4 separate regions of the Mus musculus genome follow, and all the other regions are linked to region 3. Evidence: chromatin contacts called from public ChIA-PET, Hi-C and HiChIP or PLAC-seq data. All regions are on one chromosome and are shown on one strand. The core of a region is the stretch at or near the end of the contact, and the rest is flanking DNA. Distances in the headings are between cores, read along the strand shown. Region 1 overlaps Tnrc6b (trinucleotide repeat containing 6b). Region 2 overlaps Mrtfa (myocardin related transcription factor A). Region 3 holds the start of Adsl (adenylosuccinate lyase). Region 4 overlaps Tnrc6b (trinucleotide repeat containing 6b).

Evidence for each region. Hi-C and Micro-C count contacts between places; a contact is called where the count stands out from the background. ChIA-PET counts read pairs in DNA pulled down with a chosen protein or histone mark. HiChIP or PLAC-seq counts read pairs in DNA pulled down with a chosen protein or histone mark.
Region 1: a Hi-C map of the CH12 cell line shows a contact between it and region 3. The contact joins the enhancer-like site here to the promoter of Adsl in region 3. A contact is called at or near these places in 15 of 39 promoter capture datasets (the 3T3-L1 cell line, the C10 cell line, the HPC-7 cell line and 9 more), 4 of 15 datasets of contacts at CTCF or cohesin (embryonic stem cells, large pre-B cells, pro-B cells and 1 more), 103 of 484 Hi-C or Micro-C datasets (the AML12 cell line, B cells, the Ba/F3 cell line and 62 more), 54 of 115 datasets of contacts at active chromatin or transcription factors (the 230-238 cell line, CD8 T cells, DN3 thymocytes and 37 more) and 5 of 9 other capture datasets (adipose tissue, embryonic stem cells, liver and 2 more).
Region 2: an H3K27ac HiChIP or PLAC-seq map of microglia shows a contact between it and region 3, with 5 times the contacts expected there. The contact joins the enhancer-like site here to the promoter of Adsl in region 3. A contact is called at or near these places in 2 of 39 promoter capture datasets (embryonic stem cells and erythroid cells), 1 of 484 Hi-C or Micro-C datasets (embryonic fibroblasts), 2 of 115 datasets of contacts at active chromatin or transcription factors (large pre-B cells and microglia) and 3 of 9 other capture datasets (adipose tissue, liver and pancreatic islet).
Region 4: an RNA polymerase II ChIA-PET map of effector CD8 T cells shows a contact between it and region 3, with 23 read pairs. The contact joins the enhancer-like site here to the promoter of Adsl in region 3. A contact is called at or near these places in 7 of 39 promoter capture datasets (the 3T3-L1 cell line, HPC-7-derived erythroid cells, frontonasal cranial neural crest and 3 more), 13 of 484 Hi-C or Micro-C datasets (B cells, CD4 T cells, CD8 T cells and 8 more), 3 of 115 datasets of contacts at active chromatin or transcription factors (CD8 T cells, the HPC-7 cell line and effector CD8 T cells) and 3 of 9 other capture datasets (adipose tissue, liver and pancreatic islet).

The regions. Positions count from the first base shown.
Region 1 is chr15:80,721,438-80,727,556 of GRCm38.p6, reverse strand. The region is part of intron 1 of Tnrc6b (trinucleotide repeat containing 6b); the gene reads right to left. Among named protein-coding and RNA genes, the nearest start is that of Tnrc6b, 13 kb to the right of the region's middle. Within about 2 kb of position 4,721, at least 16 of the 459 cell types and tissues checked have an H3K27ac peak or open chromatin away from gene starts, as enhancers often do. A contact at or near this core is called in the CH12 cell line, the SCID.adh cell line, astrocytes and 1 more, where this site is marked.
Region 2 is chr15:81,176,587-81,183,092 of GRCm38.p6, reverse strand. All of the region lies in intron 1 of Mrtfa (myocardin related transcription factor A), which reads left to right. Among named protein-coding and RNA genes, the nearest start is that of Mrtfa, 11 kb to the left of the region's middle. Within about 2 kb of position 5,037, at least 19 of the 459 cell types and tissues checked have an H3K27ac peak or open chromatin away from gene starts, as enhancers often do. A contact at or near this core is called in microglia and pancreatic islet, where this site is marked.
Region 3 is chr15:80,945,919-80,952,029 of GRCm38.p6, reverse strand. Adsl (adenylosuccinate lyase) reads right to left here and starts at 3,540. Exons shown (of 13, transcript NM_009634.6): 1 at 3,330-3,540. The coding sequence starts at 3,482.
Region 4 is chr15:80,810,699-80,816,623 of GRCm38.p6, reverse strand. The region is part of intron 4 of Tnrc6b (trinucleotide repeat containing 6b); the gene reads right to left. Among named protein-coding and RNA genes, the nearest start is that of Tnrc6b, 100 kb to the right of the region's middle. Within about 2 kb of position 1,588, at least 85 of the 459 cell types and tissues checked have an H3K27ac peak or open chromatin away from gene starts, as enhancers often do. A contact at or near this core is called in CD8 T cells, the G1E-ER4 cell line, the HPC-7 cell line and 3 more, where this site is marked.

The DNA.
Region 1 (6,119 bases), core at 3,472-5,971, 230 kb after region 3:
TCCAAACGCTGACACCATTGCATACACTAGCAAGATTTTGCTGAAAGGACCCAGATATAGCTCTCTCTTGTGAGACTATGCCAGGGCCTAGCAAACACAGAAGTGGAGGATCACAGTCAGCTATTGGATGGATCACACGGCCCCCAATTAAGGAGCTAGAGAAATTACCCAAGGAGCTAAAGGGAACTGCAACCCTATAGGTGGAACAACAATATGAACTAACCAGTACCCCGGAGCTCTTGTCTCTAGCTGCATATGTATCAAAAGATGGCCTAGTCGGCCATCACTGCAAAGAGAGGCCCATTGGACTTGCAAACTTTATATGCCCCAGTACAGGGGAACCCCAGGGCCAAAAAGGGAAGTGGGTGGGTAGGGGATTGGGGGGGTGGGTATGGGGGACTTTTGGGATAGCATTGAAAATGTAAACGAGGAAAATACCTAATAAAAATAAATTAAAAAAAATAACTGGAAATATAACTTGGAGCTCTAGGTCCAATCCCCAGTACAAATGAAAACAAAACAAGTAATAACAAAAAAATACTTTATCATTGAATTAAATGATGGCAGGCATGTCTGGTAAGTATTTCTTTATGAAGGATCCTGGTGTATGACTGACCGCATGGAGATGACAGCCATGAGCAACAGACCACGGCTGGGATGGGATGAGGAAATCTTGGAACGGGAAAATAAATGGATGCGTTCAGCAGAAACAGCAAACACTTCCACATGTCCACTCCTCAGTGCATACTGTGACATGAAACTCAGGTCTTATACATTTTCACATTAAACCTTTGGTTAAATAAAAAAAATGTAAACAAATGTGGTGGCACACTTCCAGGAGTACAGGCAGGAGAGTGCGGAGTTCAAGGCTCATCTGGTCTATAAGAACCTGCTTCATAAACCAAAACTTAAATAAACAAACAGTTAATAAATTAAATCAAATGAAAGTCAAATTTGCTTCTTTGTGAAGAACAATAAAATTACTGCCCATCCAGTTAAACAAAGACAAAAATACAGAACTGTAAATTACCAATACAAGAATAAAGGGTGCCACACCTCTGCAAACTGTCCTGATATATTAAGAGACAGGTAGGTCTGGAGATGGCTCTGCAGCTAAGACTGCATAGTGCACTGCAGAGGACCTGAGTTCAGTTTCTAACACTCAGGTTGGGTGGCTCACAACTGCTTAAAACTCAGGCGCCAAAGAATTTGACGTTCATCTCCTGACCTCTGTGAGAGTACCTGCACTCAAATGCACAAAACCATACACAATTATAAACAAAATAAATCTCAAAGGGGGGGGGGAAAGAGTGGTAAGAGAAAATTATAAGCAGTGTTATACCAGTAAAGTTGACAACTTCAGTAAAACAGAAAATCACCAAGGCTCGTTGAAGATGGAGAACATGAACAGTAATATAACTGCTAGATAATCTGAATTTGGTACCAAAACATTCCCACAAAGAAACCACCATGTTAAGACAGCTTTAAGGGAAGCTCTTAAAAACAGTGAAAGAGTAAAAGAGAGTTAGAGAAAGAGGCTAGAGGGAATGAGAGGGGGTTGTAGAAGGAAGGGTAAAGTAATTCTTTGGGGCAAGAGGCCTGTGCTATACTCAGACTACAGTCAGGCAGCGATGGCAGGGGTATCAAGAGTTCAAGTCCAGCCTTGGACTTGAACACAGTGGCTTCAAGGCCAATCTGGGTTGCATGAGACCCTTCCTCAAAATGAATGAATGAATGAATATGTTATAATCTGGTAAAGGATTTATTGGTACAAAATTAAACGTTCTTTTCCTACCCTGAAAAAGAAAGGATGATCAATCTCACCACTTCTGCTCAATATAATACCTGAAGTCTAAGCCAGTTGACTAAGGAGTAGAATCAGACTTGAAAAATAAAAAATAAAAGTGTCATTCTTTGTAAATTGTATGTGTGTGTGTGTGTTTCTAGACAGGATTTTTCTGTGTATTGCTGGCTGTTAAGGAACTCACTCTGTAGACCATACTGACCTCAAACTAAGAGATCTACTTGTCTCTGCCTCTCAAGTGCTGGGATTACAGGCTGTGGCTCCACCACCCAGTCTATATTTTTTAAAAAAGGTTTTATTGTATTTATTATGTTAGGTGCCAGTATGGAGGGCAACCTGTGGGAGTCACTTTTCTCTGTCAGCGACGTGGGACCCAGAGACTGCCTGAGATCGTCAGGCTTGGCAGCAAGTGACTTTACCTACCAGTTGTGCTGACCCAATATTTATATTTAAAATATAAATATCTGCAGGGGCTGGAGAGATGGATTTGTGAATAAAACCATGGGTTGCTCTTCTAGAGAACCTGTGTTTGGTTTCCAGAATCCACATAGCACAGCTCACAACATCTATAACTCTAGTCCCGGGAAGATCAGATTCTGGCCTCCATGGGCACAGCCTGTATGTGGCACACCGACAAACATGCAGTCACTCACAAATACAGAAAAAAATGTATCTTTTAAATATAGGTAGATAGATAGTAAAAAATAGAGTAAAATGTACATATAAAGTATATATAGTAAAATGTCACTAGAACCAGTAAATGAAATTAACAAAGTTTGCCTAGTTCAATATACTCTCGTTATATCAATTTAAAAACAAACCAACAAGTCAGACTGGAGAAATAACTCAGCAGTTAAGTACCCATAATGCTCTTGCAGAGAAGCAGGCTTGGCTCCGAGTATTCACTGGAGCAACTCATAGCTGCCTATTAGCTGCCTAAAGCTTCAGCTCCAGAGGATCTAACACTTTCTGCTGATCTTCACCAGGCATTCCATTCATGTACACACACACACACACACACACACACACACACACACACTTAAAAAATAAAGTATTTTTGAAAGCCTCTGGAACTGGGTGTGATTTCCATGTCTTTAATCCCAGCACTTGGAAGCACAAGGCAGGCAGATCTCTGTGAGTTTGAGGCCAGCCTGGAAAGTTCCAGGACAGCCAGAGTTACAAAGAGAAACTGTCTCAAAAAACAGAAGAAGGAAGAAGGAGGAGGGGGAGGAAATAGGGAGAAGGAAGAGGAGAAAAAGAAGAAAAGAAGAAAGGGAAAAGGAGGAGGAAGAGGAGGGGGAAGAAAGGAAGGAGGAAGAGGATAAAAAAGGAGGAGGGGAAAAGGCCACCAGCCCCTCTGGATACAGCTTGATATTGAGTCATTGACCAGCAAGTGGTAGACCTTGGGTTCAATCCTCTGTACCACATAAAAAATTAGAATTCAAATATTCAATTTTGAGCAAAACTGTTTTGCCACATGCTAGTTTCTTTTTTCACTATTCTTTGGAGTATGTGAACTGTCTTCTCATCTTGACATTGAACAGGCTCTTCATACTGGCCGAATGTAGTGACCTCAATATATAGTATCTATCATTTTTGTATTCTTTTATAAAATTATATTTTTGCACATTTAATAATAATAGTAATAATAATAATAATCAATAGTAATAATAAACTGCACCTATTATTTTGCCTAAAAGAGCACCTCTGGATGCACAATGTGGAGGGCCTTTGGCTAAGAAATATTTCAAGGAAGATAATGTTTACAGAAACCTTTGTGTATGTGTATATATGTTTGCACTAAGCCACATGTGCCAAAGAGTAACACTAGGTGTCTTACTCCATTGCTTTCCACTGTCCTTTCTGAGACATGGTCTCTCATTGAACCTGGGGCTGTTGTGTCTCCTAGACTGGTTGGTTGGTAAGCCCCAGGGCCTGCCTATCTCTGATCCTATTCCTGGAGTTACAGACATGCACTGCACATCTCAACTCAGGTCCCCAGGCTTGCAGAGCAAGCACTTTACCCACTAAGTCACTGTCTCTTTAGCCCAGGAAATTCTGACAGTAAGAGAAAAAAATAAACTGGTAGGCAGATGCAGAGAGAATATTTTACATAAATCAAACCTTCAAAAAAAGAGAGAGCCGAAAGGAAAAAAAATCATATGGAAAATGAAGTAAAGATTGTACCAGATAAGTCAGGGATAAAAAACTGGGAATGGGAGTTGGTAGATTTGGAAAAGTAAAGGCACCTGGCTCAGACAAGAATTAATTTCCTAGAATAAGGAAGCATGTGGTTTTCAATGAGGGAAAAGAAAACAATGGGTAGGAAATGTTTTCTGAGCAAAGAGAAATGGGACAACTGGCAGACAGCTACTTCAACAATCTATAGACACAGCCTGAGGATGACTTCAAATCAGGCTGGTGGCTTGGAAACAGAAGCCAGAAGTCCACAAAGCTGCAAGAGTACGGAGTGCACAATCTGAGCCACCTTTGAGGCCGAGGCAGGAAGACCTCAAGTTCAAAGCCAACCTGGTCAACACAGCGAAACCCAGTCTCAAACAAGCAAGCCAACAAACAAAAACCAAAGCAGAACAAACACAAAACCAGCTCGAAGCCACAGCAAAAATAACTAAAGGACAGGACACCATTTCAAGATCAGTATCAGCAGATTTCAGGATCCAGGTAGAGAGAAGTGACTGGTGAGGGTATCCAAGAAAGTCGACAATTTGCAAGCAAGTAAGGCAGAGTAGGCTCCAGCCTCTGGGGTCGCTTTTCTAAGAAGCAACCTGAATGAGTCCTCAGCCTCAAGGATGGGGAGGTTAAGGGCAAACAAGAAAGTGTCGTCCACACTCCTCAGTGCAGCAAAGAAGCGGAGTGCATCAGCTTCCAAAGCAAACAGGGCATCAGCACAGGCCCTGGCACACAGTGCTGCGGCAGAGTCACAAGCCATGCAGGGAGCACAGGGTCCCCTGTTTAAACATTTCAAGCCAGCCCTCGCTGGTTTAAAATGTGATGCCTTTCACATTTTCATTCTAGTTTTGTTTTTGTTAGTCTTACAAAGAGCCTTTCACTGTGATTTGGAGAGAGGTAAAGGGGGGAGGAGAGGGAGGGAGTGGGGAAAGAGTATTTTCTGTTGTGTGTGTGTGTGTGTGTGTGTGTGTGTGTGTGTGTGTGTACTTCCCCTTGGCCGGCCAGCCAGCCATGTAAATCAGGAGCATGGAGAGTGCATAGCCCCCTCTCTGTGGAGACTTGTGTCTCCCAGCTCCCCACACTGGTTAATTGCGATAATGAATGTGCTGGGGGTTTTGTTTTTTAAAGGAACTATGCCAAAATGCAAATAAATCATCATAAATGTTAAGCATATTGTTGTAAAAATACAACATTTTTGGAGTAAAACATGATAAAGTAGATGGTGAACAAGTATTTTAAAGTCAGTAGTTCACAGTTCATCTACTCAGAGACTTATATATTAGGACAGAGACATACCCCTGGGTAAAAAAATCCCGTGAAAAGACTGTCACTGAGCCTGATGCACCATCAACACGGCTTGTGCAGGAGAGCGACAATTCTTTCAGAGCAGTAGTCTCTGTTCTTATCTGGATTTCTTCCTCCAGACCAGAACTCTGTACCTAGCAACTGCTTTAGACATTTCTCCTGCTCTACTGTGAATGTTAGCAAGACAGACCCACTTTCTACTTTGAACGTTAGTGGTGTGTGCACGTGACCTCTTTGATGTGCCTATGGAAACCAAAGGTCAACTATGGGTGTCTTCCTCTATCATACTCCACCTCATTTTGAGACACAGTCTCTCACTTTTTTGTTCACTGCCTGGCAGTGAGGCCTAGGATCCTCCGGCTTCCTCCTCCCCATCTGAGTTAAAGGAGCATGCTGCCATGCCTGTCTCCTACCTGGGTGCTGGTGATATGAACTCAGGTCCTTATAACTGCACAGCAAGAATGTTATCAATTGAGCCATCTTCTTAGCTTTGAGTTCCCAGATTGCATATTATATTTTTAAAAAATAAGATACTCCAGAACTGTGTTACAGAATAAACCACACTCATTGTACCTATCTAGCATCTCTTCAGTCCTTTTCAATCTGGGACAATAAGTAAGTACCCAGACCACACACACATTTACCTAATACCAGTCACATAGCATCATATGAGTGAATCAGTACCACCAGTGTTTAATAACCTACCGTTCTGAAAATAATTCTTATCCCACAAATGCTAAGATTGTACATGTGTGTACCACATCCCACACCATGGTTGTTCCTTTAAAAAGTTTAGTGATTATAGAAAGAAGCAAAATAC
Region 2 (6,506 bases), core at 3,788-6,287, 230 kb before region 3:
TCAAAAGTTTAAGGGCTGGGGTCTAGGGACATGGCTTAGCAGTTAAGAGCACTGGCTGCTCTTCCAGAGGACCTAGGTTCAGTTCCCAGCACCTACATGGCAGCTCATAATGGTAACTCTTAAGACCTGACAGGTTCACTCTGCATACATGCAAGCGAAACGCCAGTGCACATAACATAAAAATAAATGACCAAAGAAAGTGTAAGGGCAGCACTAGAGTGACTCTTCCTTATTGGGGTGTTGTGTGATCATCATCAGTTCTCAACAGTGGGTCTGTGACCTAAGTGGTAAACAGTGCTGAGAGAGGAGCCAACTTAGGAGGTCACAGCCAGCGTTTGGACCCTAGTGTCTGAATTAGTGAGCTATCCTGGCCACCCCCTCATGTCTCTGGCTGTTCCTGTGCGGTCTCTGCGTGGTTAGTGGGAAGTGTCAGAGTGAGAGTTCTTTGTGACAGTAGTCAAGGTGTTCTAACTTCAGAGAGTCTCCTGGTCCCATTCCTTATGTGTGTTTAGTTGTCATTCCTGCAGTGGAGACTTCTCATCTTAAACCACTTAATAAATACTTAACCAAATATGGGCGTACTATAATGTCCAAATGTTTAGAATTTTTTTGTTAGTGTTTCAGTGTCTTTTTAATTGTAAATTGTGTAAGTGATGCCAGGGTCTCTCTGTCATGGTTAGTTTGTACATATTTTCACTACCACAAAAATTTACAGGGACATGGAAAGTTTTCTTCTCTTCATACTTTAGGATATACCATGTTGCCTTTGGTGTTAATGATGCTTGACACTTTAGGGTTTTTTTTTGTTTGTTTTTTTTTGAGACAGGGTTTCTCTGTGTAGCCCTGGCTGTCCTGGAACTCACTTTGTAGACCAGGCTGGCCTTGAACTCAGAAATCCGCCTGCCTCTGCCTCCTGAGTGCTGGAATTAAAGGCGTGTGCCACCACACCCTGCTTCTTGATTTTATATGTAGAAATTTGATGGATATTTTTTTAGTTTGCCATATGTGTGCTATCTTTCCTTTACAAAGTAGAAGTAAGGAGCTAGGGATATAGTTCAGTTAGTAGAGTGTTTTCCTGGCATGCACAAATTCTTGGGGCCAATCCCCAGGATCACATAGATCAGGTCTGGTGTCACATACTTATAATTTTAGACTGGGGAGGAGAGGCCAACTTGGGCAACATGAGATTCAGAAGGAAAAAGCTGAGGTGAGGCAGGAATGTAGACATTAAAACTGTGTTATTTTGTTTGGAGGCTGTGATACAGGCCTTTAATCCAGCACTTGGGAGGTGGAGGCAAGTGGGTCTCTTGTGTTCTCTGAATTGAGGCCAGCATGAGTTCTAGGACAGCCAAAGCTACACAGAGAAACCCTGACAAAAACAAAAACAAAACTCCCAAAACAGCAAACAAACAAAAGTTATTTTTAAACCTTTGCTGTCAGTGATGATCACTGTTTTAGATCAGCCTTCCTTTGCCTCCTGAATGTTGGGGTTAAAGTAGTACGTCACCACAGTAGCTATATTGTATTTTTATCTTGATTGATTGATTGGGACAGGATTTTGCTTTGTAGCCTAGGCTGACCTTGAGCTTGTTAGGCAAGCCTGGCCTTCAGGTCACAGTTTCCTGCCTCAGAGGGGGAGTCCCAGTTAGGGCTTCCCTCTGCAGAAGCATCCCAGGGTAATGGCATTCATGGGGGCAGTGCTACTGTGGTTTGTAAATCAGTGGCTGCTTCACGCTGCTGCTGTGTCTCTTTCTGCCCAGACTCTTTTTTTCACCTCTGTTTTTAAAGTGAGAAAGGATGGCCTGGAATGGGGGCACAGCAAATGAAAACATGCTATTAATATTTTGAAATGAAATACATTTTAGTAGTGGCTCATAGGATGGCATGGTTCATTTTGTGTCTGTATTGATCTCTGTACATTGAGTCAGGCAATTATTCTAAATCAGGAATGCCGTGGCACAATTACAATGCTTTCTTATAACATTTATCTAAAAGCTGATTCTGAAGATAATCCTTAAAAAAACCCAAAATGCTTGAAGACTGGACATAACGTGGGCAATTTGGGCAAGCTGTCCACGGCATTTTATATTCAACATGTCTAGTAACCTGTTGGGTGCCTAAATAAAACTGAGCTAATTCCAGTGTACCTTTGTTCTATTTGGAGAGTGGTAAGGGACTTTTGAATGCTCTGCAACACTCACCTTTATGAAGTGAGCATAGAAAACTCAGAAGGCTCTTACTGGAGCCGAAGCCCTTGGAAGTTAGCATTCTCGCTGCTCGCCGGCCCGCCCGCCTTTCCCGTGTGGCAGGTCTCCCCAGCCATCAGACTGGACCACATGCACCCGTGTTCTGTCTGCCTCTGCTGTTTACCAGCTCTGGGATCTTGGGCAAGGGTTTAGAATCTCCATTTCCTCATAGGATACTTGTGAGAGCTAAATGGTTCCGTGTAAGGGTTTAGCGCACGAGAGTCATTTAATGTGGGCTTATTTCTCTTAGCCCCTACTAGAGCTTTTCTAGTAGCACTAGCCAAAGTCACTTTGCATATGTGTGTGTGTGTGTGTGTGTGTTTGTATGCTGCACATGTGCACATTTGTATGGAGGTCAGAGAATAATGTTGGTCTCATTCCTCAGGTACTTGATTAGTCAGGGTTCTCTAGAGGAACAGAATTTATAAAATGAATCTTTCTTTCTGTGTATATATACATATATAATGTATGTACATAGTCACATATATGTACATATATGTGTATGTATATGTATACTTATGTACACACACATTCACACATATGAAGGGTATTTATTAGAGTGGCTTACAGGTTGTGGTCCAGTCAGTCAAAAAATGACTTTTTAGTCGGGCGTGGTGGCGAACGCCTTTAATCCCAGCACTCGGGAGGCAGAGGCAGGCGGATTTCTGAGTTCGAGGCCAGCCTGGTCTACAAAGTGAGCTCCAGGACAGCCAGGGCTATACAGAGAAACCCTGTCTCGAAAAAACAAAAAAACCAAAAACAAACAAACAAAAAAAATGACTTTTTACCAAAGGAAGGTCCAAGGATCCAGTAGTTTTTCAGTCCACAAGGCTAGGTGTTTCAGCTGGCCTTGAGTATATGCTGGAATCCTGCAGACATAGGGTCTGCAGTCAGTGGAGAACTACACTTGCCAGCAAGAGCCAGAACAAGCAGGTAAAGAGCAAAGGACTCCTTCCCTGTCCTTTATGTTGGCTGCCAGCAGGTGTGTCCAGATTAAAGGTGGCTCTTTCTGCCTCAAAAGATCTGGGTTTTCCTACTTGAAGTGATTTAAGAAAAATCCCTCACAGGTGTGCCCAGCCACTTAGGTTTGAGTTCATACCAGATGTAGTCAAGTTGCCAGCCAGAAGTGGCCCACAGGTGACTTCCCGCTCTTGTTTTCCACAGGGTCTCATTGGTCTGGAACTTTGCCAAGTAGGCTACACTAGCTGGTGTGAGCTTTCAGTGGTGTGCCTCTCTCGCACCCCATCTCCACACTGCTAGGCTTATAGGCATGTGTTACTGTGCCCTGTGTTTGTTTGTTGTTTGTTTTTAACATGGTTTTTGTAGTATGAACTCAGGCCCTCACACCTTAGAGGCAAGTACTTTACTGTGTCCCATCTCTCGCCCCTTGCCTAGTTACTTACGCCTGTCTTTCTGTGATGTTAGGGACCAAAGTTATCTCTCTCCTGCTGTTCTATGCTCAGCATCAGCATAGTGGCTGTCATGCTGGGTAGTAGGTGCTCAGTAAACACTCAACAGATGAATGGAACTCCACTTTCTGATCTTGTCTCTTTAGGCTTAAAGGACAGAGTTCTAAATATATTTCCTGTGGCTCACGTGCCCTTCAACATATTTTCTTGCAGATCTATAATGTTCTTGTTTGAATTTTCATGTATAGAAGAGTAGAGCTAAACATGGCAAGGACAATATTCAGCCAGTAAGAAAACCAGAAAAAGCAGAGCAGTGATCAGAGTCAGTGATGAGAATCCTCTCTCTGTGTCCAGCCTCAGTCAACTAAACAGTTTTCACGGTGGTTGCCCTGACGTGGGTGTTGCGGAGTCAGCACGTTCTCCCTAGTTTCCTGAGGTGGCTGACTTCAGGCTAGAGCCTTGTCCTCTCCTCAGTGTCTCCTACTTCACACGAGGCAGTCCGCAGCAGTGTTGTTAATTCTGTCTTCAGCACACACATCTGTCATCACCTCACTTCTTCCCTCCCCTCACAGTGCCCAGGTCTAAGCAGCTCTGTTAGGTTACTGTGCTACAATGTTGTGACAGGTCTCTGCATTCACCGTTCTTTACAGTCGAGGAGGTCAGGAGCGGGAAGTCAGATTCTCTGGCCAAAATCAAAGCGTCACAAGGGCCATATTCTTTCCGAGGCTTTAGGTGAGGGACTTCTGGTGGCCATTGGCTTTCCTTGGTTTGTAGAAGTGTTCAGTATATATTAGCCTTGAAACGTTTACTGCTATTTTTTTCTATTTTTGTCAAAGTTCTTTCTTCCTTCTCTTTTACAGGACCCATGACTGTTTAACTCATGAACCTACCTGACAATCCAGGCTGATCTCCCCCATTACAAACTCCTTAATTCAACTACAAAGATTCAGCTTTTCCTCTTGATAGAAAGTCCCAGGCACTGGTTATAGGAACTCGGATGTGGCATATTTGGAGGTCATTTTTAGCCTCTTGTAGTCTGTTCTCTGGCCTCTAGAAGTTCCTTACTGTCCCAAATTAAAATACATTAATCCATTCCAGTAGCTCTGAAAATCTCAACTCAGTACAGCTTCAGTCTGAGCTCATTTGTGCATCAGCAGCTCCAAGATACCAGTTCTTTACGATTATTAAAAAATTACCTTTTAGCATGCTTGTGTGTGTGTGCGTGTGTACATGCACGTGCTGCGGTGCAAATGTAGCGCTCAGAGGCAGTTTGCAGCTCATGGCTCTCTCCTTTTACCATGCGGTTCCCAAGAATTGAACTCAGATTGTCAGGCTCTGGAGCAGGTGCTTTTGAGTCATGTTGCTGGACCCCAAAATAAAGCATGATGTCATCCAAAGGGGGAAGCTGTCTGTTCTCCTGGGACAAATGCAGGAGGCACACACAGTATAGCAGTTATGAATGTCTCCATAGTGAGGGATGGAGGAAGGAAGGGATCGAGAGGGAAAGGGAGAGGGAGAGAATATGCAAGGGCCTCAGGCATTTTCAGAACCTGACAGAGAACCTGACTTGGCAGGTTCCAAAGTCTGGAAGGACTTCTCTGTGACTTGAGACTGCCCTCGTTGCCTATGGCGTTGGTGTCCGCTCTTCCTCCTCTTTACCTGAAGAGTAGTGTATCTTTGCAACTGAATTGGTTTTTCCCCTCTGTTAAGTGGTAATAAATTTGGTATTATTAATACCAAATTATAATTGCTGAGAAGCAGTTAAAATATAGTTAACATTTCCCACCATAGCTATATTCTAGTGTATTGTTAGCAGTATTGGGCACATTCTTGTCATTATACAACTGTCCATCATCACCCTCCATCCTGAGCCCCCTTATCTTGCAGAATTGCAGCTCTATGCCCACTAACAATAAAACTCCCCTTTCTCCTCTGCCTCTAGCACTGGCAATTGGTCTTATACTTTTGTTAGAATGTGTGTGTGTGTTGTGTACACATTAGTGTGTACAAGTGCTCATGCCTGTGCAATTCGGAGGTCAGAGGAAGGCATTATGTGCCCTGTCCTATCACTTTCCTTTCATTCTCTCAGGATCTCTCAGTGTATCTGGAGTGATGCTGCCTGCCACAGGCCCGAGCAGTTCTCTTGTCTATACCCACAGCAGTACTAGGATTGCAGACGTGCATACACACGTCCAGCTTTTTCTGTGGGTGTTGGGTCTGAAGTTGCATCCTCCTGCTTGTATAGTAGGTGCTTGTGCTCGCTGGTGCATTTCTCTACCTCTGCTGCCGTGCTTTTATTGCTGTAAGTACCTCATATTTATGGAAGCATGTAATATTTGTCTCTTGAGGTTGGTTTAGTTCACTTAGCATAACGTATTCAAGATTTACCCATGTCACACTTTCCTCCCTGCTGTGCTGACTAGATGGCTCAGCAAATAAAGGCACTTACTTTCAAGTCTGATGGCTTGGGCTTCATTTCCAGAATTCACACGGTAAAAGAGAACCCAGTCCCTCAGGATATCCTGACATCCGCAGTCGTGCTGTGTCATGAATGGATTCACCCCCACACATGCTGTGTCATGAATACATTCACACGTGTATATATACTACATAAATGTTAGGAAAAAATTCTGGGTGTGCTGGTTAGTTTTCTGTCAGCTTGAGCCAACCTATGGTCATCTGAGAGTAGGGAACCTAGATTGAGAAAATGCCTCCAAAGATCATGATGTAGGCCAGCCTGGAGGGCATTTTCTTTCTTAGTGATTGATGGAGAAGGGCCCTGTCCATTGTGGGTGGGTAACATGGGTAAAGGCACTTACCTCCATGCCCGATGACCCGAGTTTGATCTCTG
Region 3 (6,111 bases), core at 2,291-4,790:
CCATCTGTAACGAGATCTGACGCCCTCTTCTGGTGTGTCTGAAGACAGCTACAGCAGTGTACTTACATGTAATGAATAAATAAATTAAAAAAAAAAAACCAGCAAGTGCAAAAAAAAAAAAAAAAAACAAAACTTAAAATCGGGGGCAATAAGTTCAAAAGCATGGAGGAATTTTCTCTTTTCTTTTTTAACATTTATTTTATGTAGATGTCTGCATGCCAGAAGAGGGCATCAGATCAGATGGTTCTGAGCCACCATGTAGTTGCTTGGAATTGAACTCAGGACCTCTAGAAGAATAGGGGAGATAGGGCTGGTGAGATGGCTCAGTGGGTAAGAGCACCCGACTGCTCTTCCGAAGGTCCAAAGTTCAAATCCCAGCAACCACATGGTGGCTCACAACCACTCTCAATGAGATCTGATGCCCTCTTCTGGTGTGTCTGAAGACAGCTATAGTGTGCTTACATATAATAAATAAACAAACAAATAAATAAATAAATATTGGGGCTGGTGAGATGGCTCAGTGGGTAAGAGCACCCGACTGCTCTTCTGAAGGTCCAGAGTTCAGATCCCAGCAACCACATGGTGGCTCACAACCATCCGTAACAAGATCTGACACCCTCTTCTGGAGTGTCTGAAGACAGCTACAGTGTACTTACATATAATAAATAAATCTTTAAAAAAAAAAAAAAAAAGAATAGGGGAGATGGCTCAGTGGTTAAGAGCACTGACTGCTCTTCCAAAGGTCCTGAGTTCAAATCCCAGCAACCACATGGTGGCTCACAACCATATGTAATGAGATCTGATGCCCTCTTCTGGTGTGTCTGAAGACAGCTAGTGTACTTACATACAATAAATAAATAAATAAATAAATAAATAAAAGAATAGCCAGTGATCCGAGCCATCTGAACCACCAAGCCATCTCTCTCCAGCCCAGGGAGGAATCTTCTAAATAAACTCCAAAACAGGAAGCACCAGAGTCCTGATGGTGACTGCTGACTCCTGCTCCTCTCCACTACTCTTGGTTTTGTTTTGTTTTTCTCAATGTAGCCCTGGCTGTCCTGGAACTCACTATGTAGACCAGGCTGACCTAGAACTCAGAGACTGGCCTGCCTCTGCCTTCTGAGTGTTGGGACTAAAGGTGTGTACCACCACCATTTGGCTAATCCCTGCCTCTCTGAGCTCAAATGTCATCAAGAAAGGCCTCCTCTAGCCAGGCATGGTGGTGCACGCCTTTAATCCCAGCACTCAGGAGGCAGAGGCAGGTGGATTTCTGAGTTCGAGGCCAGCCTGGTCTACAGAGTGAGTTCCAGGACAGCCAGGGTATACAGAGAAACCCTGTCTCAACAAACAAACGGCCTCCTCTAACCTTCCATGCCAACTCTTGTTTCTCTAGCCTGGTTTTGTTTAGCACATACATCATTGTATGACATTGTTCCACATTTAATAAACCCATTCAACTCTGGAAGGGACACTGTTAAGAGAAGAGAACTCTGTTCTCTTTATTACTTAGTCCTTAGCTATGGCACGCACGTGTACAAAGTATGTTGGCTTTGCACCCACTCTGATGTACTTACAGTGACCAAAAGTAACAGACCCTTAAAGCTAGGCTTAGTGCTACAGGCCACAACCCCCAGCACTTGGGAAGGAGAAGCAGAAAGATCCTGACTTCAAATCGAACACTGTCTTCAAAAGGAAACTTAGCAGCCAGAGAGCTGGCTCAGCTGCTGTAAGCAGTTGCAAGGGAAGCCTGGAAAACGGAGCTCCACTCTCGGAACTCCTGCAGAGGCGGAAGGAGAGAACCTCTTCCACAGAGCTGTCAGCCAGCTGTGAGCCCCCACCACGCACACACCCATACAAATACACACTTCCCATACCGGAATCTTAAGTATTACTCCTAATCTGTCGTTCCTTTTTTTTTAATATCATGTGTGCCAGAGAAGGCATCAGATCCCCTGGAACTGAAGTTGCAGATGGCTGTGTGCGGCGGCCCCATGGCTGCTGGGAAAGGAAGAGGTCTCTGGAAGAGCAGCCAATGCTCTGACCCACTGAAGTGTCTCTTCAGCTCCTCATCACTTCCCCAACTTCACCAGTCATGCGTGGGGTTTGTGTGTGTGTGTGTGTGTGTATGTGTGTGTGTGTGTGTGTGTTTGAGCCAAGGTCTCAGTGTGCTGTTCTGGCTGGCCTGGAACACGCTATATAGATGAGGTAGGAGGTAGGCCTCAAACTCACAGAAACTCACCTGCCCCTGCTTCCCAAATGCTGGGGGTGGGGTGGGGGTGTTAACACATGTGCTGGGGAGATGGTTCAGCAAATAAGAGTCCTCATTGCTCCTGCAGAGACCTGACTCTGGTTCCCAGCACTCACGTGGCTGCTCAAAAGCACCTGTAACCCCAGTTCCACAGCATCATCTGACCTCCAGTGGCGCCTGCACTCACACAAGCCCATATCCACATGCAGCCACAGAACTACACAGAAAAATAATCCTTTCATGCTAAGTATCACATCTGCCTCTCGCTACTAAGTTGGTGCTCTAACAGATGATCCATATTCACAGCTGTGTATGCGTCAAGCAATTTGTAGACCAGATAAACCTTACACTTCAGTTTCAGCTTGAGGGCACTTACAAGCTAAGGAGACACTGGCAACGGTAGTAGAGACAGAGAAAGGCAGAGAGAGAGAGAGAGAGAGAGAGAGAGAGAGGAAGAAGAAGAGGAGGAGGAGGAAGAAAAAGAAGGAGGAGGGAGGAGGAAGGGAGGGAGGGAGGAGGGACGAGAGGACAAGAAGGCAAGAACACAAGAAACAATTTTGAAGGCACCAAATAAGCTTTCCCAAAGGCAGAAAGCAACCAACAGGCCGACCTAGCTGTGATGCCCATGAACTACAACAACCAGCCCGGCATAACAATCCTAAGGGTGCATTTCGTGGTGGTTATGCCCTCCTCGTGCTCATGCGAAAAATGACCATCAAGTTTGCAACGTACTTTTTAAAAGAATAATCTACTTGTTTTCTGTGTGTGTGTGTGTGTGTGTGTGCATGTGTGAGCGCACAGAAGTCGAAGGACAACTAATAGAAGTCAGGTTTCGCCTTTCTCACCATGCTGAACCCGGCTCAAACTCATGTCGGATAGCTTGGCGGGAAGCGCCTTTCCCCCTGAGCCTGCAAAGGTATAAGTAGCATTCCACTTGAAATGCGCTGTGGGAGGACGCAAACACACATAGCCTTGCCCAAACCGAAGTCCTCCAAAGGATGTGCAGGGCTCTGGGACTGTTGCCGAGGCAACAGGTGCTCGGGCCGTGACCTCCCTCGGGACAAGAGGCCCGGCCAGTTACCTGTTCGGCCTCCGCCAGCCACAGCCACAGCTGCCGCCACGTCTGGAACTTGTACCTGTCGCTGAACAAGAAACACATCTCGCGGCTGGCGTAGCGGGCCGCCAGCGGAGAACGGTAACTTTCAGCACTGCCAGGGTCGCCGGATGCAGCCATTTTCAACACGCGACCAGGACGCGGCGGACACCAGCAGCAGGGCCAAAAGCGGAAGGGTGGCGTGCGTGGGGCGGGACTTCCTCCCAAGGCCCCGCCCCGTGTGTAACGCCGGCCTGGAAGGCGAAGATGGTTCAAGTTTGGCTCGTCGCCCCTGAGGGTCAACGCTTTTCTCTTGGTTTCTACGAATCTCTGCCCCACGCTGTGCCTCCTCAGTTTTTCCATCTGAGGAAGGCACATTAAGACCCGCGTTTAACCCAGAAAGGAAAGTTGCAGAGGCATTCGGAGGGACGCCAGGAAGGCGCCCTAGTGGACACTTGGAGTACTGCAGTCCCGCTGGAGACAGGCTCAGCTGGAGACCGAAACTCTTAAACCGCGGTGCTGGTTCCGATCTCCGGAAAGCAGCCTGTCAGAATTATTCCACGCGTGGTGGCTCGAGAACAAAAAATTCAAAGTTTTTGTATCAGAATAAAGCTGAAAATAGCATACATTAAAAAAAAATAGCCGGGCGTGGTGGCGCACGCCTTTAATCCCAGCACTCGGGAGGCAGAGGCAGGCAGATTTCTGAGTTCGAGGCCAGCCTGGTCTACAAAGTGAGTTCCAGGACAGCCAGGGCTATACAGAGAAACCCTGTCTCAAAAAAAACAAAAATAAAAAAATAAATAATAATAATAATTTGAGGTCAGCCAGGTCTCCAGAGCGAGTTCCAGAACAGCCAGAGAAAACCTGTCTACAAACAAACAAACAAACAAACAAACACAAAACAGAAAACAAAAAGCCTCGTCCAGCAACATAAAGAGACCCACACGAGGCATGGTACATTAGATCTGAACACTGCTCCCTCTTCCCCACACAACCGCTCCTTAGTGTCTCCTCTTCCTGAGCTTAAGACTTAGCTGTTGCCAGAATAGTTTGTACATCAGATAAACCTACCAGACACCTGCGCCCAAGGTCCTCGATTGGATTGGAGGCTGTGGGCCGATGTATGCTGAAAAGAACGTGTTCCTGGAACTTTGTACTCTGGACTGATTCGGGGGTATAGTTGCTTGGATATGCTGTAGCAGCTCACTGTTCTCTTCCACAGAGATCCTTGCAGAGCCAATCCTTCCCAGGCTCCAGGCTCCAGGCTCCAGGCTCCAGGCTCCAGGCTCCAGGCTCCAGGCTCCAGGCTCCAGGCTCCAGGCTCCAGGCTCCAGGCTCCAGGCTCCAGGCTCCGTAGTGCTCTCTCCCGACTCTGCTTCACTTGGCCTCTGGTTACTTTTCCTCATTAAACCGTAGCTTCAGCTGTTAGCTTTCTACTTGGTCCTGTTTCCTTTTCTGACTTTATTTTTGCGAGACAGAGTGATACACTGTAGCCTTAACTGGCCTGGGACTCACTATGTAGAGATCTGTCTGTCTTTGACTCCTGAGTGCTCAGATTAAAGGCATGGGTCACCAGCCCAGGTGGTTTTGTGGTGGTTGTTGTTTGGTTTTTGTTTTTTAATGCATGGACTTCTGCTAAATATCATCAGCTACCTTAGTTCTGGTTACTGTGGAGGCCCCTGCTTTTTGGCTTGTCTCCTCACTAACCACTCCCAGCAACTCCATGGATGTCGGTCCAGTCCCTTTGGCAAGTTATTTAATCTCTTGGCAGTTAGAATTCTTGCCTGAAAACTATGGCTGATGCCCCCAGGGGCACAGTGAGGTAAGAAGACAAGCAAAGCCAAGTAGTGGCAGCACGTGCCTTTAGTCCCAGCAATCGGGTAGCAAAGGCAGTCATCTGATCTCTGTGAGTTCGAGGCCAGCCTGGTCTACAGAGCGAGTTCCAGGCAGCCAAAGCTACACAGAGAAACCCTGTCTTGAGAAGAAAATGCTGGATCTCTGACTGGGACGAAGGGCCCAACCAGTATCCTCTTCTGCTTGCCTAGTATCCCATTGTAACTTCTGTCTCCTCCTCCTCTTTCCTGTCTGCTCCCATCTCTTGTTTTTTTTTTTTTTTTTTTTTTTTTGAGACAGGGTTTCTTCCTGGCTGGCCTGGAACTCAGAGATCAGCCTGCCTCTGCCTCCTGAGTGCTGGGATTAAAGGTGTGAGCCACCACCTGGCTTCCAGTGCGCATCTTATATCATTTTCATTTTGCACCCAATTGCTTCTATTTCTCTCTTTTTTTCCCTCTCCCTTTTCTCCTGTACTCATTTACCCATCCAGGCTGATGGAAGTGTTTAGCACTTTGGTCAACTTCCTCCTCCATTCTTCAACTCTTCCCCCCTTCCCCTCAAGCCACCACTCACACTGCTCGGCTGGGAACAACCCAGCCTTTGGCTGAAAGGCTTACCTTGCATCCATGAGTCCTCCACAGCATTGGCTTGACTCGAGCCTAGGTACCCCAGTTTGGCTGTCACCGTTACCTGAAGCAGCATCTCTCAACGTGTGGACTTTTTATTTTTATTTAATATGCTTGAGTCTTATATGTCTGTGCACTACATTCATGTGGTGCTCAAGGGTGCCAGAAGAGGGCACCAGGTCCCCTGGGAGAGCAGTCAGTGCTCTTAATTGCTAAGTCATCTCTCCAGCCCAGGGATTTTGAGTTCCCCACATCTTACTTGTGGCCTAATTCAGTGAACAAGTCTTCAAAATATTTTTAAATATATTTAT
Region 4 (5,925 bases), core at 339-2,838, 130 kb after region 3:
GATCTATAGTATATAAAGATCTGTTAGAAACAGCCTGCCTGGTTCACAAAACAATTACAAGATAGAATCACTTCAGCTTATCCTTCTAATATATGAAGTTCTACCTCGGGCAACCTAGTTTTCTTTTTCTTTCAGGCTGTTTCCTATACTGGTTTTTAGTTTATTCCAAACTTGGCCTAAGCACCCATGAACATGCCCACATCCCAACCCCACTTATCCTATGCAGATCTTCTCAAGCAGATCTTCACTGGGACTCAGATAACCCCAACTGTCTTTCACCTTGACACACCAGCAGAGAACCCTACATGTCCACAGCAATTACCAGTAGAGCCTGCCCGCTTCTCAACAGGGCTCTGGCAGGGAGAGGGGCTACTCTTAAATATCGTCTTCCTCTGCCTCCCTTTTTCTATTTAACACTCCACCTCCTATTTAACAGAGCCAGTGAATGTAGTGAGAATTTTGGTTTCTTTAAAAGACACAGAAATATTATAGAAATATGTTTTTCGTTTAATTCTAGGTATGGGATATGGGGCTGCTTCAAATTGCCCATAGCAGCTGACTATGATTTGCCTCATGCTCTAGCAGGAGTGTAATTTTGCCAGCTGCAGATAGTTTCTGTGATTATGTGACATTTGGAATACTGGGGACTTTTTAGAGGGTATATAAATGCTAGGACCCTGAGAGGTTGTTGGGTTGTTGGTTTGTTGCAGTTTGTTAAGTAGTTGTGAGTAAAGAAGAAAGAACAGAAGAAGAAAAAATTAGATATCCTGACTGCAAAGATCAAACTTGCCCCAAGGAACTCGGTGCCCTTAACTAACAGGAAATAGTTTAGTGATAACATCACCCTCTTTCTGACCCCTGAGGCTATTATAGGATCTCTTTCCTTTCCTCTCTAGTCTAGTGTTAGGGGTTGAAATGGTTGAAGAAAGGGGGTGGAAAAGGTTAAAAGAAACGACCCACAAAGTAGCAAAAAGATAAGCTACAAGTGAATGGGGGAACACTCCCCCTCCCCCCAGTAATCTTTCCCAGGTTCCAAATTGAAAGAGAGGGAGGGGGAGGGGGAGGGGGAGGGAGAGGGGAGAGACTGACCAGAAGAAGTAATGTATTGGATTTGCTGGAGTTACAGGTGGTTGTGAACTATACAATATGGAGTGCTAAGAACTGAACTCCGGCCTTCTGGAAGAGTAATAAGCCTTCTTAATCGCTGGGTCATCTCTCCAGCTCCAAGTTAGTAACTTTAACAAGTGCCTTTTGGGATACAGGCTCAGTTTATGGATGATGCCTTCAGCCCTGTCCACTTTTTAATGACAGCATTCTCATTCAGGAGAATAAAAGTCTAACAAGGGCAGGGGTTTTTAAAACTCCATTTTTGCTCACAGCTTTATCCCTAGATACTAGCAAAGCTCCTTGCATACATACAATACTCAATAAACTCGCTTACCCACTCAACAACACTGAGAACTAACTGGGTATCGGAAGCTGTGTAGGTACTAGTTAACAGAACAAGTTCTGGTTCTGAGCCTACTCAAAGTAATGGCAGGAAGAGATGAGAAGGTGATGTGATAGACAGGCACTCGGCAATAGAGGGCTTACCTTGGCCTAGCGCTTCCCAACTTCCTGTGTGGGCTTCTCTTGCACCAGCCCTTTTCCTGTTCTCATCTGTCTCGCATAAACTGAAAGCTCCCAAGCTTGCTCTAGCTCCAGCCCCTTCCTTTGTCTCCTTAGGTTACACTAACCATCTAGCAAATGTAGACCATGTCCCAAAGCTTAATTTAATGTACACCTCTTTCCCCAGATCCCGGCTTGACTCTTCCCGGGCCTGGAGTATGTACACCACACCCCTGTCCTCACTCTCCCAGGCAGACTTCACGTCACAAGAGCCTCTAGAAAACAGTCTTTTCATGTTTCTAGTTGCTGCCCAGTCACTCCTCTTGCTCTGTGACTTGTCCATCCATAATCTCTCCACTTCCTCAGATGGATGTCAGTTCAAGCAAGCTAAACACACACACACACACACACACACACACACACACACACACCCCTGCTTTCTTTAAAACCCAGTTTTTATGTGTGTGTTTTTGAGACAGGGCTAAGTAGGGCCACATATGCTCTACACATATGTGTAGTCCTGGCTGTCCTGTACCTCGCTCTGTAGAACAGGCTGTCCTTGAACTCAGAAATCCACCTGCCTCTGCCTCCCAAGTGCTAGAATTAAAGGTGTGTGCCACCATCTGGCAAAATCCAGGGTTTTTTGTTGTTGTTATTGTTGTTTGTTCTTTAATTATAAAACACATCAAGACACAGCTCTAGCTGGCTGAGGTGGTATATGCTTGTAATCTGAGCACTCAGGAGACTGAGGTAGGAGAGTCACTCACAAATTCCAGCTAGGGAGCCTGATCTGTAGTGTTAAGTAAGATACTATCTCAAAAATAAATGGGAACAGGGAGAAAACCTAAACAACTCTTCCAGATAGCCAATGCTATCCAACAACACTATCCTGAAACACTAATAAACAAAAACTGAGAGCCAACAATATGCTAAACACTTCAAAACAAACTCAGACAACCCCTAGAGCAACTTCCTGAGGAAGGTATCACTGCCCCAGTCAGTACCTTAGAAAAAAGCTGAGGTACCCAGCACTGTGACTGGCCCAACTCTGGGCCAACTGCACATACAACAGCCCTGACTTCAGAAGCTCATTTATGCCTAAGTCCTGGAAAGGGCCAGGCAGAAGGATTGTAAGTTTAGGGTAGCTGAGAAGGACCCCCTCCCCCCAAGTGCTGATAGGGTCAGCATAGCAGAGTAGGCCAGTGAGCTGCTAGCTAGGGCCTCAGTTACTGGAGTAGAGTGAATACAAGAAACATTTTATCTTTCAGAGGGATACAGCGACAATTGATGTCCAGTTGCCAGAATTAAAAACTTTGTCATTTAAAATACAACAGTAGAAGGTGAAAATTAAAATTAAAACGTAGTATGTTAGAAATTTTGCCATGCCATTATCCATAACTCATAAAGGCTGACAAGCAGGCCAGCTAAACCATACATAAGATATAGTGTTTAATCCTAGCACTCAGGAAGCTGAGACTGAAAGAAATCGGGAGCCCTGCCTGGGATACGGACCATGTCCCAAAAATAAAAACTTGAGTTGGTGAAACAGTCCAGCAGGAAAGGCACATGCTGTAAAGCCTCACCAACTGAGTTGGATCCCTAGAATTGACTCCTGTAAGTTGTCCCCTGACCCCACATGCATGCCATGGCAGACATATATGTTTGCCTGTGTGCACACATGCAAACAAAATAAATGAAACAAACAAAAAGAAAGAAATGTCTGTAATATGACTTAACAATCTACTTGCCACTCCTTTTTAAAGATGTATGTATGTATGTAATGTCTATGAACACATAGTAGCAGTCTTTAGACACACCAGAAGAGGGCATCAGATCCCATGTGAGCTACCATGTGGTTGCTGGGAATTGAACTCAGGACCTTTGGAAGAGCAGCTGGTGCTCTTACCCACTGAGTCATCGCTGCAGCCCGCCACTTGCCATTCTTACATAATCACCGCTTGCCGGGTCAGATCAACTCTACCACAGTTTCCTCATTTTTCTCTAGGTTCTACTTGCTCCATAGGTAATGGGGTTCACTGTCCCCCTTTCTGTCTTACACAAACATTAATAGTTATCTGCTCCCTATTATCTGTTTATTTAAGACAGAGCAAAGTAATTTAAAAAAACCTATAGCATTGTTCTTGTGGCACTGAGGACTGTGTACTCTTAGCAGTCACTGTTCTACAGTTACATCTATGGCTTGTAATTTCCTTCAAAAAAACTTTTTTTAAGTGTGACTCAATGAAATCACTATTTTAGTCACTAAGAAAGAATGAAAGGAGTCCTAGAACTTGAAAAAAGGTTTATTCCTGTGAGTGAGGCTAATAAAACGACCAAGCACATAGTTAACTGTGATACATCTTGAGTTCACCTGTAATTAAGATGCAGTTCCCAAATACTAAATTTGAGCATCTATGCTGACCAATAGAGGGAAGGTAGAAAAAAAGTAAGCAATGTAGGTTTCTTTATATTGCTATATCATAAATTTATATTCAATTTAATGGTATGCCTCTTAGTCTGAGATTATCTGTACATTTTTTGTTAATATTGTTTACTTTGAGATGATAATCGTGGTGAATTTGACTTAACAAATTTAATACCAGTGACTTATGTGGGAGTTTAGCATGCCCTTTTCCCTCTCCCTCTTTTCCTTTCCCTTCCCTTTGTTTTGAGACAAGGCCTTATTCTTGCAACAATATCTGGAGTGCTAGGACTGCTGGCATGAACCGTCACTCAAGGCTCCAAAATTGTCTTCTTTAAAATCCAGTTCAAAGGCCAGGGGACAAACACACACACACACACACACACACACACACACACACAGAGCACTCCAGAGGCAGAGGCAGGTGGATCTCTAAGTTTGAGGCCAGCCTGGTTTGTAGAGTAAGTTCCAGGAAAACACCAGGGGACAAACACACACACAAACACACACACACACACACACACACACACACACACACACACACACACACACACACACACACACAGCACTCCAGAGGCAGAGGCAGGTGGGTCTCTAAGTTTGAGGCCAGCCTGGTTTGTAGAGTAAGTTCCAGGACAACACAAGACACCTAAAGCTGGGGACTAGCATATTAAAATATTGAGGTGACTCAGGAAATACCAAATCCAGCTTGCTTCACTACAGTGTAAGTTTTAGAGAAGAATACTAGGAATGGGATGCTAGGTGAGGGAGAAGGCTCAGTGATTGAGAGCACTACACTCTTGCAGAGGACCTGAATTTGGTTCCTAACACCCACAGGGCAGCTCAGCAACCACTTGTAACTTCAGTTTCAGGGGATCTGATGTCTTCTGGCCTCCAAGCATGACTGCACATGTACTCAGGAAAAGTCACACATATACCTAAGTTAAAGATAAAACTTTTAAAAAATGCTAGTCATGCCGGGCGGTGGTAGCGCACACCTTTAATCCCAGCACTCGGGAGGCAGAGGCAGGCAGATTTCTGAGTTCAAGGCCAGCCTGGTCTACAGAGTGAGTTCCAGGACAGCCAGGGCTACACAGAGAAACCCTGTCTCGAACCCCCCCCCCCAAAAAAATGCTAGTCACACTTTATCCAACTAAGGCCAAGAAGGACTGGGGAAGCCTGGTGGTGGTGGTTGCATAAGCCTTTAATTCCAGCACCTGGGAGGCAGAGGCAGGAGGATCTCTGAGTTCAAGGCCAGCCTGGTCTATGGAGTAAGTTCCAGGACAGCCAAAACTACATAGAGAAACCCCTGTCTTCAAAAATGAAAACAAAATGGAAAAATTACGAGTACTTTAAAAATGACATCACTTATACTTTATCTATACACTGCCATTATAAACATGTTAGCTTGCAGCAACCAAAGGCTTTTAATGCAGGTTAACTGAGAGCCCCCTCCTTGGGGAAGGCACAAGCAGATCTATTAGTACCTACAACAACAAAAATAAACTAGTGGAGAAAAATAGTCATCTTGAAAGCATCTGAAGAAGTCTTCCTCCTGAGAGATGAGAGTTCTCATGAACTCTGGGAAAGGCGGCAACAGTATCTTCTCTCTTCCCAAAACCACAGCAGTGTTTTTTGTGAGGTTTTCCAAGAAGGGTTTGAAAAGTGTTTCCTACTTAAATTTCTTTAAAAATATGGCTGGTAGATACAGGAGCCCCCTCAGCTACCAAAAATCCATGGATGCTCACTTACAACTCATATAATGATGGGTTTATATATAACCTACATCATACCCACATAGCCTAGTAAATCACCTCTAGATTACACACTTGCTTAAATGCACTTTCTTTAAAAATTATTTTGACACACAGACTACTGAATCCACAGGTGTGGCA